Linked DNA regions of Sus scrofa: region 2 is linked to region 1. Evidence: chromatin contacts called from public HiChIP or PLAC-seq data. All regions are on one chromosome and are shown on one strand. The core of a region is the stretch at or near the end of the contact, and the rest is flanking DNA. Distances in the headings are between cores, read along the strand shown. Region 1 holds the start of PPP1R12C (protein phosphatase 1 regulatory subunit 12C). Region 2 holds the start of UBE2S (ubiquitin-conjugating enzyme E2 S).

Region 1 (7,111 bases), core at 1,853-4,352:
CTTTCCTGGGACCTGGGGCTTTCAGAGCTAAAACCAGCATGAGCTGGTCCCCGGACACCCTCCGCTGAGCCAGAGCCCCTGCTTGCTGCTGACTGTGTGACCTCAGGCAGGGACTTCCCCTCTCCCAACACCCCTCCTGCAAAGCCCTGGCAAGTGAGTTCACGGAGGGGGAGGGGAAGGGGAGGGATTCCCCTGACAGGCCAGCCTGGAGCGTGCTTTTGCAGGGTTTGGGCCAAGGGGGATGTTGGGGACTGGGGCCTGGCCCAAAAAGCAGGGCTAGGAACCCCTCTGGGAAGGTCCAGGGGAGCGAGGGGCAGGGGTGGTGGCGGAGGAAAGGGGACACCAAAGCCTGAGGCTCCTTTCCTGGGCTTGCCAAGCTCTGAGACCGTGCAGCTCCTCAGGAAGTGGGCTGCTCCTTTAGATGGAAAAAAAATGTCCCAGATAGCACTAGGGCCTCTGTAGGGGACAGGCCGGGGGCGGGGGAATGGGGGGGGCCCCTTAGACCAGGGGCTGCAACTCCCCAACTGAATGCCTATGGCACTTGCTGAAGGATGTGCCAGAGCCCCACCAGGGAGAGCCTGGCTACTGGCCCTGCTAACAGCTAAGAAACCTGAGGCACAGAGAGAAAAGGCACTATTTCAAGGCCACAAAAGAGCTGAGGAGCTGAGATCAGAACAAAGGACTAGGGGTTCCCAAGGTTGCGGGTTTGATCCCCAGCCTCACTCAGTAGGTTAAGGACCCGGCATTGCCATGAGTTGTGGTGTAAGTCGCAGACTCAGCTCAGATCTGGCATTGCTGTGGCTGTGGTGTAGGCCGACAGCAACAGCTCTGATTAGACCCCTAGCCTGGGAACCTCCATATGCCGCAGGTGTGGCCCTAAAAAGACAAAAAACTGAAAAAAAGAACTAAGGACTAGAGAGTTCCTGTTGTGGCTCAGCCGATTAAGACCCCAGCATAGTGTGCATGAGGTTGCAGGTTCAATCCCTGGCCTCATTCAGTGGGTTAAGGATCCAGCGTTGCTGTGACCTGTGGCGTAAGCCGCAGATGCAGCTCGGATCCTGAGTGCTGTGGCTGTGGTGTAGGCTGGCAGTTGCAGGTATGATCTGACCCCTAGGCTGGGAACCTCCATATACCACGGATGCTGCCATAAAAAGAAAAGAAAAGAAAAGAAATAAAAAAAAAAAAAAAAAAGAGCTCGGGACTCTTCTATTTCCCTGAACTGCTCCTCTTCTGGGTACCTGCTCCTCTTCTGCTCCTCTTCTGGCTAAGGGGGCCTCTTCAGGCATCCTCCCCATTCCCGTGCCCCTACCCACGCTTCCTTCACAGGGTCCTCTCTGGGCCCCAAAGTAACCGAACCTGACGGGCTCTGGCAGGGAAGAGAGGCCTGGGGACTGGCCTGAGCTGGGAAGACTGGGAGGGAGACAGCCTCGGGGACAGAGGGAGGAGTAGAGGCTCTTCTGTGGCCTGTCCCCAAAGACCCACTGCAGCCAGGCAGGGGATGCGATAAAAGCCCTCAGAACCAGAGGGAATCCTGGTTCTGGGACATATAGTGACTCTGGCTCTGGAACACAAGACCAATGGAGGCAGAAAGCAAGGTGTTTTGGAAAGGTTTGGGGGCCCAGGTTGTGGAGAGAGAGGACCTAGCAGGGCTCTAGGTCCCCTGGGAAGGGGAAGTGACCGGGCCTAGGAGAACTGGCGGTGCACTCTGAAGGAGGGAGAAGCTGCCCAAAGCCACAGGAGGGCATCCAGGCAGAGAGAGCAAGATGACCCGAGGACAGACAGGTGGCCCAGAACCAGAAAGAGGAGGGTGCTCTGAGTGTGCCCAGAAAAAAGGGTAACGCTGCAGGCCCACACAAAGCAAGAGGACAGAGTGAAAGAGAAGTGTGTGGAGAAAGAGAAACATCCCCAAGAGAGAGCCTACAGTGCAAGGCCAGAGGTGGCACAGAGGGAGAATGAGGAGGGCACGCAGGTGAAGGGGGCAGGAGAGAGAGCAGGAGGTGAGCCAGGCGAGGGAAGCATCCACTTGAGGAGCAGAGCGCCTTGAGGGCGATGGCTCAGGAAAGAGCACCCTTACATGGCAACAGATGGCAGAGACCAAGGATGAAGAGCAGAAACCTGAAGGAAAGGGCATGGAAGGCTCGGGGGCTGGCCGAAGAAACGGCCCAGGCCAGAGAGCGGGAAAAGAAGCAGCACAGGCCCAGAAGAGAGGAGGAGGACGCTCAGGGAAAGTGGTACCTGCCTGGACTAGGGGAAACAGTGGGTACCGGTGAAGCTGGGAGAAGTGGCGGACTCGAGAAAGTGGGGCAGCATTCGATGGCAGAGTAGAGGTGGCACGGGCCAGGCTGGTTAAGAGCGCTCAAGGTGGGGAAAGAGCAGGGCGAAAGAGACAAGACGAGGATGGACTGGCCTGAGGCCCTCAGCAGTGGCTCGAGTCCGGAGAGAGGGCAGCGCAGGATGGCAAAAACCAGGCCAGTTCAAGTGGCTCAGGACTGGAAGAGGGGAGCTCCAGGTGGGTGGGATGGGAAAAGGACTCAGCACGGGATGATAAAGGACCGGGGCAGCATCGACGGTGCAGACCACGACTGGCAAGGGTGACTCTGGACTGGGAGGGAGGGTGCTCGAGGCAGCGCAGACCCAGGGCGGATCGGAGCCCGGGCGGGGGCGCTGACCTGGTGCAGGGCGCTGATGCCGTCGGCGTTGGTGGAGTCGAGCACGGCGCGGGCTGGCGGCGGGGCGGAGGGGTCCAGCTCGGCGTCAGGGTCGGGGTCGGCCGCGCGCAGCATCAAGCGCGCCTCGTCCAGGTCGCCACCCGCGCAGGCCGCCAGAAACTCGGCGGCGCGCTCGAAGCGCACGGTACGGGCGCGCCGTTCCCCGGGGCCCGGCTCGGCGCCTGCCCGCGCCCCCCACTGCCGCAACTGCTCCCGCCGCCGCTCACGGGCTGCCGCCGCCGCCGCCCCCGGGCCCGCCCCTGGGCCATCCTCGCCCGACATCGCGCCGCCCGCTCGCCCGCCAGGTAAGAAGCGAGCGAGCGAGCGAGCGAGCGACCAGCTCCGAGGCGTCGCCGACGCCCGCCCTCCTCCGGGCCGCCGGGAATTGCGTCCCGCCCCGCGCCGCCAGAGGATCTACCGGTCCCCGCCCGGCACGTGACGTCACCACGCCGACTCGGGGCCCGCTGGGAAATGGAGTCCACAGGCTGGAGAGGCAACCGGCAACCGCCTGAGGGCGGACCGCGGGGAACTCTGGGAAGTGGAGTCCATAAACGGAAATGGATCTCTGCAATAGTCCCGCCCCGAGGCACACTGGGAAATTCGCAGCTCCGCGGTGTCAAAAGGAAATCTGATTGGCGTGCTGGGAAGTGGAGTCTACAGGCGGGAGGTCGGCCCCAGGGCATGCAGGAAATGCCGTTCGCAGCATCCAGGTGACGAAGGGCTGGCCCCCGGGGACCTACTAGGAAATGGACTCGACAACCCGAAAAGTACAGAAGTTTTCCGTTTTCCCCTTTTTCATGTCATGTACTTTATTTACTTTGGGTTTGTCGCGCCCTTCAACAAGAAATAAGCCCCAGGAAGACCGGGATTTTTGTGTTGTGTGCTTTCCTTGTTCCCAGTACCTAGTAGAACGCGATCGGAAATAGTTTTTTGAATGAATGAATGAATGAGAGAACGGATTCTCTAGGTCGTGGGAAACACCAGGATACTATGGGAAATTGAGTCCGCAACCCTTGGATCATCAAGAAAATTGCAAGCCTTCCTGGGTGACCGCCCAGGGCATGCTGGGAAATTATGTATGCGGTACAAAGGTCATGACAATGGGCCGCTGGTCGCGCTGGGAAATGTAGTCCTAGGCAGAGCCCCCAAACACCCCAAGAAATAAGATTCGAGGGCAAGATAAGTCCAGAGTCCCCGAGTAACCCCTGGATCACATCGGGAAGGGAACCTGCGAGGTAGGATCCACAAATGAAAATGCCCGCAGAGCCTTAAACTGGCCCTCTCTGCCATTGCAATCACCCTGAGGCGTGGAGCACGCTGGGAAGTGTAGGCCGGGCTCTATATCCTCGCAAGCAATGCTGGGATTTGTAGTCCAGATGAGGCGTTCTAGTTGATGTGGCGGGCTAGTACGTAGCACCATAAAGCAAGAAATGAACCTTAGCTTGCGTGTTCGATTCCAGGCCTTGCTCAGTGGATTGAGGATCCGGCGTTGCCGTGAGCTGTGGTGCAGGTCGCAGACGCAGCTCGGACCCTGAGTTGTTATGGCTGTGGGGTAGGCCAGCAGCTCCCATTCAACCCCTAGCCTGGGAACTTACATATGCTGAAGGTGGGGACCTAAAGAGCAAAAGGAAAAGAAAAAAGAAAAAAGAAAACTATCCCCGTCTTAAGTACCTTGCACCTGAATCCTCATTGGGAAAGAGGTACGCACTTTGAGACCCGAACAAAGACCCCTAAAAATCGCAAAGAAAAGTGCTGAAATGCAGACACAGGCGAGATTCTTTTTCTTCCAAGGAATGTCAGAGCAGCCTACATACAGGCTCTGAGGTCCTTGGGGGTGGGTTGGGGGGACTGTGCAAAGAAATAAACTGCAAATCCATCCCATGAGATCTGGAGACCGTGGGGATGGGCACGAAGGGGATCCAGTCCTGGGAGCTCTTGGGATGTTGAGTCCCACTCAACCTACACACCCAGGGAGATTAATCATCCATCTGTGGTTATGTATATTTCTGTGCCTGCGCGAAACGGTGATTTTTGGGTGTTTTGTGATCGCGTCTGCAGTTGAATGCAACCTGATTTGGGTGCTCGTGTTTATGGTGTCTGTAAGCTTTGGTGTAGAGCGTCTATCTGTTTGCGGCCTTTATTCATTTGGGAGACATAATATGGAATTTCCACTTAACCCCCACAACCTACGATGGGATGTGTTCCCACCACAAGCTCTATTGGCAATCTTTACTTCTGACGGCTATATTTAGACTTTTCACCTCTTTATGACAAATGGTTAATACCAGCTCTGATTTAGCCAGGCCCGGGTTTGAGTCTTGACTCCACCCACTTCCTAGCTCTGGGACCTGGGCTAGCTCTCTTCCTCTCTGCCTCTTGAGTTGTGGAGCTGCTGTACATGCCTTTCTCACAGGCAGGCGCTGTTGGCTCTGTACAGGCATTTTCATATTCCACTCGTTAAATTCTCTTCTGCACGTCTCTTTTCCTTGGTGAAGGCTTTTTCACTGCTCAAGCCTGCTGTTTTCTCTGAATGCTAACACTGGAATTTTGATGCTTAACCTTGGAACCTCAGGCCCTCCTCAGGCTGATGAAAATAACCTCAGAAAGATTAGAAGGGACTGGTCCCTCTTCCCCTGCGACAGGCAGAAAGACAAACACTCCTCTGCATCATAAAGACAGTTCAAATAAAGGGATGTGCTGAGAACATTTACAAAGTATCAAGCTGACTCCCTCCCGTCCTCCTAAGAAAAATGAGGTGGCATATTAGAAGTCAGTTCTTATTTCAGTTACTTCAGCTGTCCTTGGAAGAGTTATTTACACAAAAGAACCCGCCTCCCTTTTATTTTTGGCTTTTTTTTAGGGCTGCACCTGGGGCACATGGAGGTTCCCAGGCTAGGGGTCAAATCAGAGCTGTAGCCGCTGGCCTATGCCACAGCCACGGCAACGCAGGATCCAAGCCGCTTCTGCCACCTACACCACAGCTCACGGCAACCCCAGATCCTTAACCCACTGATCGAATCCATGGATCGAACCCACACCCTCGTGGATGCTAGTTAGGTTCATCAACTACTTAAGCCATGATAGGAACTCCCTTCAGCCAGGTTCTTAACCCACTGCACCACAGTAGGAACTCCAAGAGATGTTTAATATATAAATAAACATGTTAGTGCAGGACTTCTGCTTGGAAAACTCTGACTCCCCATTCCTTCCAGCCAGAGCTGTGTTCCCACAACTGGACCCCCTCTATTAGAGCTCAGATCACACTGTGGTGACTGTGTCTGTCTCCCACATTGGACTATAAGTTTCCTGATGGCCAAACTTGGGTCTGCTTCAGGTCTGTGTCCCTGGCATCTCCCAGCACAAGACTTGGCCCAGAAGGCCTTGGGACATATTTGTTGAATGAGTGACTGTAGATGGCTGCCTGCAACATGCTTCTCCAACTCCTAACCTCCTACTCATTCTTCAAAACCCCAACGCAAATGCCCCCTCTTCCAGAAGAACCACACTGACTATTCAAGGCAGAGTCTTCACTCTCTCCTGGGTACCTTCTGATTCAACTGGGACAGTGTCCAGGGGTGTCTCCTCTATCTGACCTGGAGTTTCCTGAGGGCCTGAATCTTTTTTTTTTTTTTTTAAGGGCTGCACCCACAGCACATGGAGGTTCCCAGGCTAGGGGTCCAGTCGGAGCTGTAGCCACTGGCCTACACTACACCACAGCCACAGCAACTCAGATCTGAGCCACACCTGCGACCTACATCACAGCTCATGGCAACACCAGATCCTTAACCCACTGAGGGAGGCCAGGGATCGAACCCTCGCACTCATGGATGCTGGGTGTGTTAGTTAACCGCTGAGCCATCACCAGGAATACCGCCTCTGCTGCTGCCCACCCCCCCCGAGCCCCAGGGGGAAAAAAAAGAAATTTTACACTTAAGAGACTCATACTATGAAAGACATCCCATGGCTGACCTACTTGTGACTCTGCACACTAAAATTTGACATTAATTTGTCACTGAGCGGCCCCTCCCATGGACGAACTGGACATGTTTTAGTCTGGCTGGGTTTTGCGTTCCCATAGCGAAAAACCTGCCGTTTCGAAGTGTGTAATTCAGTGGGGATTTTCAGCCCGTTCACAAAGTTGTGCAGGCATTACTATTCGCTGATTCCAGAACATTTCACCACCCCCAAAAGAAACACAATTCCTTCTAGCTATCACCTCCCATCCCCCCAAGCCACTCCTTCCTGTCTCTAGGGATTTGCCATCTGGACATTTCCCATCGTGGGAATCACCTGGTGCGTGGCCTTGTGTGTCCAGCTGCCGTCATTCAGCACGATTTGGAGACTGAGCTGCGGTGCTTTGTAGCCCTTCATCCATGGACGGGCTTGTGGGTTCTTTCCACTTC
Region 2 (7,111 bases), core at 1,649-4,148, 220 kb after region 1:
GGGTGGCCCTAGAAAAGGCAAAAAAACAACAAAAACAAAAGAAACAAGGCTCTGTGACTTGGCCGTCCCCAGGACATCCAGGAGGAAGGCCAGGCCCAGCCCTAACTCACCAGCAGCACATGCCGGATGCCCAGCTCAGCTGTCCAGTCCCTCTTGAGCACGTTGACACAGATCTCACCGTTGGCGCCCACATTTGGGTGGAAGATCTTGGTCAGGAAGTAGCCCTTGGGTGGGGAGGCAGGAAAGTCCTTCCCCAGCAGGAGTTTCATGCGGAAGAGGCCTCCGGCGTATGGGGTCCCCTCTGGAAGGCAAGGGACGGGGAAGGGGACAACTGGGTCAGGAGGCTCAGGTCTCCTGGGCACCCTGAAAAGCCCTAAAGGGCAGTCTCCACCGACTAGGCTCAGGGCAGGCATTCTGGAGAGGGCGAGAGGACTGGGTTCCCAGGAGGCACCCCCCCACCTCAGAGGTAACCCCTTGGCTTGTGGTTCCCACCCATGGGATGCCTCTCCCCCCCCACCCCTGCCAAGTGGCAAGGCCATGCACACCCACAGCTATTTGGAAGCCTGCTAGGCCAATGCCAAGACAGCTGTCAACTCCACAGTCTCCCCGCCAGACAAACATCCTCATGCCTCAGCCCCCACATCCAACCCATCAGCAGCCTGGGCAGCTGACCTCAGGTCCTCTCCTGAATCTGACCCTACCTCCAAGTCTGGTCACTCCTCTCACCTGTGGACACTAGCAATGGTCAAGAGCTTCCCGACCGCCTCTGCCTTCTGGCCCCCAGCCCCGTCCTCACTGGTCAAAGGAACTCTGAGGCACCCATTACCCCTGTTTTACACCCACCAGCCCCTTCCTTTCCAAACTCCTTAGAAAAAAGCCTACAAACACTGAAATATGTCCCCTAGAAGCTTCTCTAGTCTCCCTCCTTCCTGTTCCCGTAAGGTACACACGGAGTCGGCCAAAAACCTCTGGGGACCCATCAACACACTCTAACCGACACCCCTGGAGAAGTCCGCCCTGATCCTTCCCTACAAGCCGAACTCCCATCTAGGTCCTTCATCACTTGCTCGGCGCTGAGATTAAGAGAAATTCCACTAATAAGTGAAATGTAGCACACACGCAGTAACACGCTGAACCACTGTGTGTGGTCCAACGATCACAGGTACTCATTTGCTTGTTACTGCCCTCTGCCCGCCAGACTGCACCTGGCTTGTTCTCTGCTTGGTCTTCAAAGCCCCTGACACTGACAGCAGGAAGGAATTTGCAATCGTCTAGCCCGCCCCCCCAGGCCTCTCAGACACCATTCCCACGTCCTGGCACCCTCTTCCCAATTCCACTCAATTCCTTCCCATACTTCTGGGTGTGAGGACACCCAAACCAGATAGGACCCCCAGGATTTTCTCTCAATTCTCTCAGAGAAAGTATACACAACTGCGATTTCCCGCCCTGCAGCCCATGAGCACCATGCGTACCAGGTGTGCCCGTCACAGGTCTGGCAGCCCACCTTATACTGAGAGCTTCCTATTCCCGCTCCAAGGATGCCAAGGATTTAGGAAGCGCACCTCCCTCACCCACACTCACCAGGGCCCTCGATGGTGACCTGCAGGTCAGTGAGGTCCTCCTCGTTGGGGAAGACCTTGATGCCATCAGGTGGGTCAGCTGTCAGTGTCGTCACCTCTTTGTACACCAGGCGGATAATGTGCGGGGGTAGGTTCTCCACATTGGAGTTCTAGATGTGGAAAAAAGGGGGCGAGCCATGGGCCTTTGGTCCTGGGGCCTCCTGCAGGACCTAGGATGCGGTGGCCGCCCTACTTTTCTTGCCCCTGCAGTCCTAGTCTGGCCAATCACCCCGAGCTCCCAGACACTCCCAATCCAGGGTGCTTCAGGCGATGGCTTCAGGTGAATCTCCCATTAGGAATGGAGCGGATCTCCAAGGTCTGGCGGATGACTCCACCTTCCCCATAAGTCCCTAAAGCCCATTCGTAGCCCCACATACGGACCCCCAGTGGTCCCGGGTAGGCCCGAGCCCTACCCCGGTGTCCTTCCACACCTCAACTTGGGAAGACCATCCTGGAAACCCCAGCTCCGGCCTGGAGATGGCGGCGGAGTGTCGTTACTCCCGGAACACCCACGGGCAGGCCCGAAAGCCCGGAGCCCTTCCCGGAGCTCAGCTGGGCCTTCCCCTCCCGCTCCGCCTACAGGAGGGCCCCTGGGCCCAGCCCTAACCCAGGACCCCCAACTGGGCCATCCAATCCCCCAGCCGCCAGAGAGATGCTCCTGAGACCCCATCTCCTCCTCCAGGAGGGCCCTGACCGCCCCCCCCCCCCAACAGGCCCGGACGCGACGCTCACCATGACTGCGGCCGGCCGGGGGCGGGTCCCCCCGGCCCCCTTCCTGCGCTCTCCGGCCGCTGGCTGGGGCGGGGGGCCCAATTGCCGCCGCTGCGGCCCTGGGGAGGCCCCAGCGGCCCGGCTCCGCGCCCCACTGCCTCCGACGACCGCCACACACCGCCTGAGCAGGTAAACCCGCCCCGGGCGCCCGACCGCACTAAGCCGGCCGCGCGCACACCGCCGCCCTTTTATATCCGCCCACAGGCCTCGCCCCCTCGGGGCCCCTCGCGCCGCGCCTCGACTCGTGACGTCAGTGCGCACACTCCTTGGCGTTCGACGAGCTCGCTCCCTTTCGACAAACTGCGGGCAAGAGCAGGAGAAACTGGGGAGGGGGCGCGGGGCAGGCTGGCCAATACGTGCGCACGGGGGTCAGGGAGGAAATCCAGGAGAAAGGAGAGGTAGAAAAGGGGAAGTAGAGAAGAGAACGGGAAGGGTGACGCGACCGCTGATTGGTCCGTTTGAATGAAACGCCGGCGTACGCGCTCGCGCCCTGACGCCCAGGAAATCGCGCACGCGACTAACGGTCGACCCGGGAGCCCGAGCCGAGCAAAGAGAGGCGGGACTTGAGGGGTTTTAAAAGGATGATGGAAGGCGGTCCGGCCAATGGGGACGCGCAATCGTGGCGTGGCGTCATGAGACACGCGGAGGCCAATCCCTACTGGAGAAGGCGTACTGGGGCCTTCTCCAGTAGGGAACGGGAGAATTGGAGAGCAACCAATGGGAGTCCTCCCTACCGCGGACCCAGGCGCTCGCAGCCAATTAACTTCGTTCGTTTCTGTGTATGCAGATGAGTGTGCCCGGACGCCTGCGCCCCTTCCTCAGCCTGTGGCGGGGGTGGGCACCGCGAATTGATAGACGTATTTCTGCGAGGCGCCATTTTGTGCTGGCAATGACCTATGACCCGTGTCCTGTGTTGGCAGAGGTTCCACGACCGGCCCCACCCCCACCCCCATGTGTGACCTCTGGCCCCGGCCAGGCCTCGGTTGCGACGCCGGGCGTCAGTTTACTCCTGTGAGAAGAGGAAGAGTCCCCTGGCCTTGTTCAGGGCGCGGTCCTTCTTGTGACTGACCAGGGCCCCCGGCCGGCCGCGCCCCGGCCGGGGCTCCCTCCGCCTGTCGGGGGAAGCGGCCCGGGGTGCCCCGGGGGGACCCTGTCCGGAGAGCCGGAGGCCGAGGAGCTGCGCGGCCTGCCTGGCCCCGGTGCGGTGCGGCCGCGGCGCCCGCCTCAGGGCCGCTCAGCCCCGGAGCGGAGCGTCCAGCTGGGCCACGGTGTCCCGTCGGGGGCCCAGCTTCAGGAAGAGGGAGCAGGACGGTGCCGAGACTCCCACAGCCTCGCGGTCTTCGTGCGCCGGAGGGGCGCGCGGGCGCCCCGCACCCGACCTGCAGGTTCCGCCCGCTGAATGCGGACCTTCCCGCCCCGTTAACACACGAGGACCCCGAAGGAAGAGGGGGGTCGAGTGACTTGCCCAGGGTCCCCCGTGGGGACAAGCAGAGGCGGCGGTGCAGCTGAGCTGTCCCAGCCGACGGTGACTTATGGCGAACCGGGGAGCGGTGGTGGCGTCCTCCGCGCTGACCGGGCCCGCGCCGCCGGGGTCCCCCGAGCCCTTGCCACGGCCCTGTGGGGCGCGTGTCGTGGGATGCCCCCCGGACTCCCGCATGCATTCAGTCCGCTTTTTCTGAGCACCTACCATGGGGCAGGCAGGATGCTGTGGGGATGCAGCAGAGTGTAAAAGGGACAGCACCCCGCGCTCCTGGAGAACCAGACAGTGAGCCAGTGTACCCCGCCAGGAACACAGCCTTTGCCGAACAGTAAGTCGGGGCCAGGGGCGTAGGAAGGGAGGGGGCGGGGGTCTGAGGCAGGATGATGGCGGCTGCAGGAAGGTCTAGGTGAAGAGCATTCCAGGGAGTTCCCATGTGGCGCAGGAGAAATGAATCCGACGAATATCCATGAGGATGGGGGTTCCATCCCTGGCTTCGCTCAGTGGGTTAAAGGTCCGGCCTTGCGGTGAGCTGGGGTGTAGCTCGCAGATGTGGCTTGGATCTGGCCTTGCCATGGCTGTGGTGTAGGCCGGCAGCTGTAGCTCGGCATCACCTCTTGGCCTGGGAACTTCCATATGCTGCAGGTGGGGTCCTGATAAGCAAAAAAAAAAAAGAAGAGCATTCCAGAAAAGGGAACAGTCCATGCAAAGGCGAGGTGAGTGGATGGTGTGTTTAGGTCACCCCTAGGAGGCCGGGTCAGAGGTGCTGACGACAGAGGTAAGAGGGGCAGCCGTTGCCCCACTGGCCTAGGCCCAGGTGGGCCAGGTGTTGTTTGCAAGCCCTGGGGAGCCAGTGGAGGTTTTGACTGGGCGGTGGGCAGGGACAGAGAGAGGCCCCTGGAGGTGATGGCAGCTTCCAGCAGGTTGGTGGCAGTGGGGATGGGAGGCCTGATGGGAATCGGCGAAGTCAGGGCCTGAGGGAAAAGTTAGGAATTGCCCGTCGTCTTAAAATTGGGGTCTGCGCGGCTCAGTAAAGTTCTTGCCTTTGCTGGGCGTTCTTCTCTGTCCCACCCTGCTCTGTTCTGCTGCCGTCGCGTCGGAGCAGCGTAGGAGATGGAAGGGGGTGGCTGTGTGCCAATCGGACTTCGCTTATGGCTGGAGTTCGCCGTCTGGGAAGGCTGCCCTTTACCTGAGCTTGAAATGCCCACAGGCCCCACCTCTGCTGAAAAGCTTTCAAGAGCCCCCAACACGCCGCATTCTGAAGGCATCCGAAACTCCCACAAGATCCATACGCACCCTCGCCCTGAGGCCCCCTTGGCCTTCCTCTGTCTGACCTGAGGATGTCACATCTGTGTCCCCCATGCCTGGAGAGGCCCCCCCCCACCTGTTCTCTCCTTGTCCCCCTCATGGCCTAGACTCACCTTATAATGTCACCTCTCAGAGGAGCCCTCACCTCTCCTCCTCTGCTTTGTTCACGTCTCCCTCGTTCTTCCTGGTCCATTGGAATGAATACTTATTTTTGGTCCCTGATCCTCTGACGAGTGCTGCCCCAGCAGATCGGGGACTCTGTCCTTCGCCCCTAGCAGAGTGCCAGACAGATCAAGGCGCTCCTTCAGCCAGTACCTACTGAGCACCTGCCATGTGCCAGGCAGCCTTCTGGGCGCTTGGGCTCTGTCCGCAGAGAGACAAAGATCCTTGCTCTTGTGGAGCTCACTGTGGTGAGGAAGGCTGGGCACAAAGGTGAAACCTGGCAAATAAGTAAAATACCTGCTGTGTTAGGAGGGAGGGAGTGCTGTGGGAGAAGAGAGAAGTAGGGCAGGGAGGGGCTGGGGGGACAGGTTATGCGGAAGCCAGGGGGCCAGGGAGGCCTCGCGAAGCAGGTGTCACGTGAACACAGGAAGTAAGCGACCAGCTTATCTGGGAAGAGCGTTCTGGGCCTGGGGAACCGCTGGAACGAAGGCCTAGCAGAGTCGAGGCAGTGCCAGGAGGCCAAGAGGGTGTGCCCGGGCTTGGGGAGGGGGTGTCCTGCAGGGCCTGGTTGGGACTGTGGTCTTGTCTCTGAGGGAAGAGGGAGCCACTGCAGTGTTGGAGCAGAGCAACGCTGTGTCTGACTCAGGTCTTTCCAGGTCACTCTGACTGCTGGGTGGAGATGAGAGTGAAGGGGGATGAGGGCAGAGGCGGAGAGCCCAGGGAGGAGGCTGCTGCACTAACTCTGAGAAGAGGAGTTCCCGTCATGGCTCAGTGGTTAACGAATCCAAGTAGTATCCATGAGGTTGCGGGTTTGATCCCTGGCCTTGCTCAGTGGGTTAAGGATCTGGCGTTGCCGTGAGCTGTGGTGTAGGTCGCGGACGCAGCTCGGATCCCGTGTTGCGGCTGTGGCATCGGCCAGCGGCTACCGCTCTGATGCGACCCCTTGCCTGGGAACTTGCATATGCGGCAGGTGCGACCCTAGAAAAGGCAAAAAAAAAAAAAACAAAAAAAAAAAAACCAAAAAAAACAAACCAAAAAACCCCAAGAAGAGATGTGCTAGTGGTCAAAGAAGATGTATAAATGGCCAGCAAGCACATGGCCAGAAGTTCAAGGGGAAATGCAAATCAAAACCCCAGTGAGATGCTGCTTGCCGCAGCCAGGACGGCTGTGATGGAAAGTGCTGATGGAAAGTGCGGTGACGATGGTCTTGGGGAGGATGCGGGAAAATGGGGACCTCACGAAGCAGGAGAGAAGGACGCCTGGTGCGGATGCTTCGGAAAACAGCCTGGCAGTTAGTTCCTCTGGTGGTTAAACCAAGAGTTGCCAGATGACCCAGCCGTTCCCCTCCTAGAAATGAAACATGTCCACACAGAAAGTCATACACGGATGTTCATAGCAGCCTAACTTAGAACAGCCCGAAGGTGGTGCAGCAGGTTCAGTCACTGCTGTGGCTTGGGTGGTCGCTGTGGTGCATGTTCAGTCCCTGGTCCCAGGATGTCTGTGGCAAAAAGAAAGAGAACCTAAAGTCAACAAACAAAAAAGCCCTCTCACATGTTCAGCAGCTGGGGAGTGGATAAACAAACCGCTGTGGTGTGTATGCTCAGACAATGAAATGTCGCATTGCCAGAGAGAGGACGCGGTACTGACACGCTGCGTGATGGATGAGCCTCCTCACCTCTCTGCTAAGGGAGAGAAGCCAGTCACACAGCACCAGGTTATGCGATCCCGTTGACGTGAAATGTCCCGAACAGTCGCAACCACACGCACACACAGT

The links. HiChIP or PLAC-seq counts read pairs in DNA pulled down with a chosen protein or histone mark.
Region 2: an H3K27ac HiChIP or PLAC-seq map of alveolar macrophages shows a contact between it and region 1. The contact joins the promoter of UBE2S here to the promoter of PPP1R12C in region 1. A contact is called at or near these places in 1 of 5 promoter capture datasets (liver), 3 of 47 Hi-C or Micro-C datasets (embryonic fibroblasts and liver) and 1 of 2 datasets of contacts at active chromatin or transcription factors (alveolar macrophages).

The regions. Positions count from the first base shown.
Region 1 is chr6:59,344,075-59,351,185 of Sscrofa11.1, forward strand. PPP1R12C (protein phosphatase 1 regulatory subunit 12C) reads right to left here and starts at 3,103. Exons shown (of 20, transcript XR_002344812.1): 1 at 2,670-3,103.
Region 2 is chr6:59,567,586-59,574,696 of Sscrofa11.1, forward strand. UBE2S (ubiquitin-conjugating enzyme E2 S) reads right to left here and starts at 2,899. Exons shown (of 4, transcript XM_021095037.1): 1 at 2,352-2,899; 2 at 1,582-1,729; 3 at 111-301. The coding sequence starts at 2,354.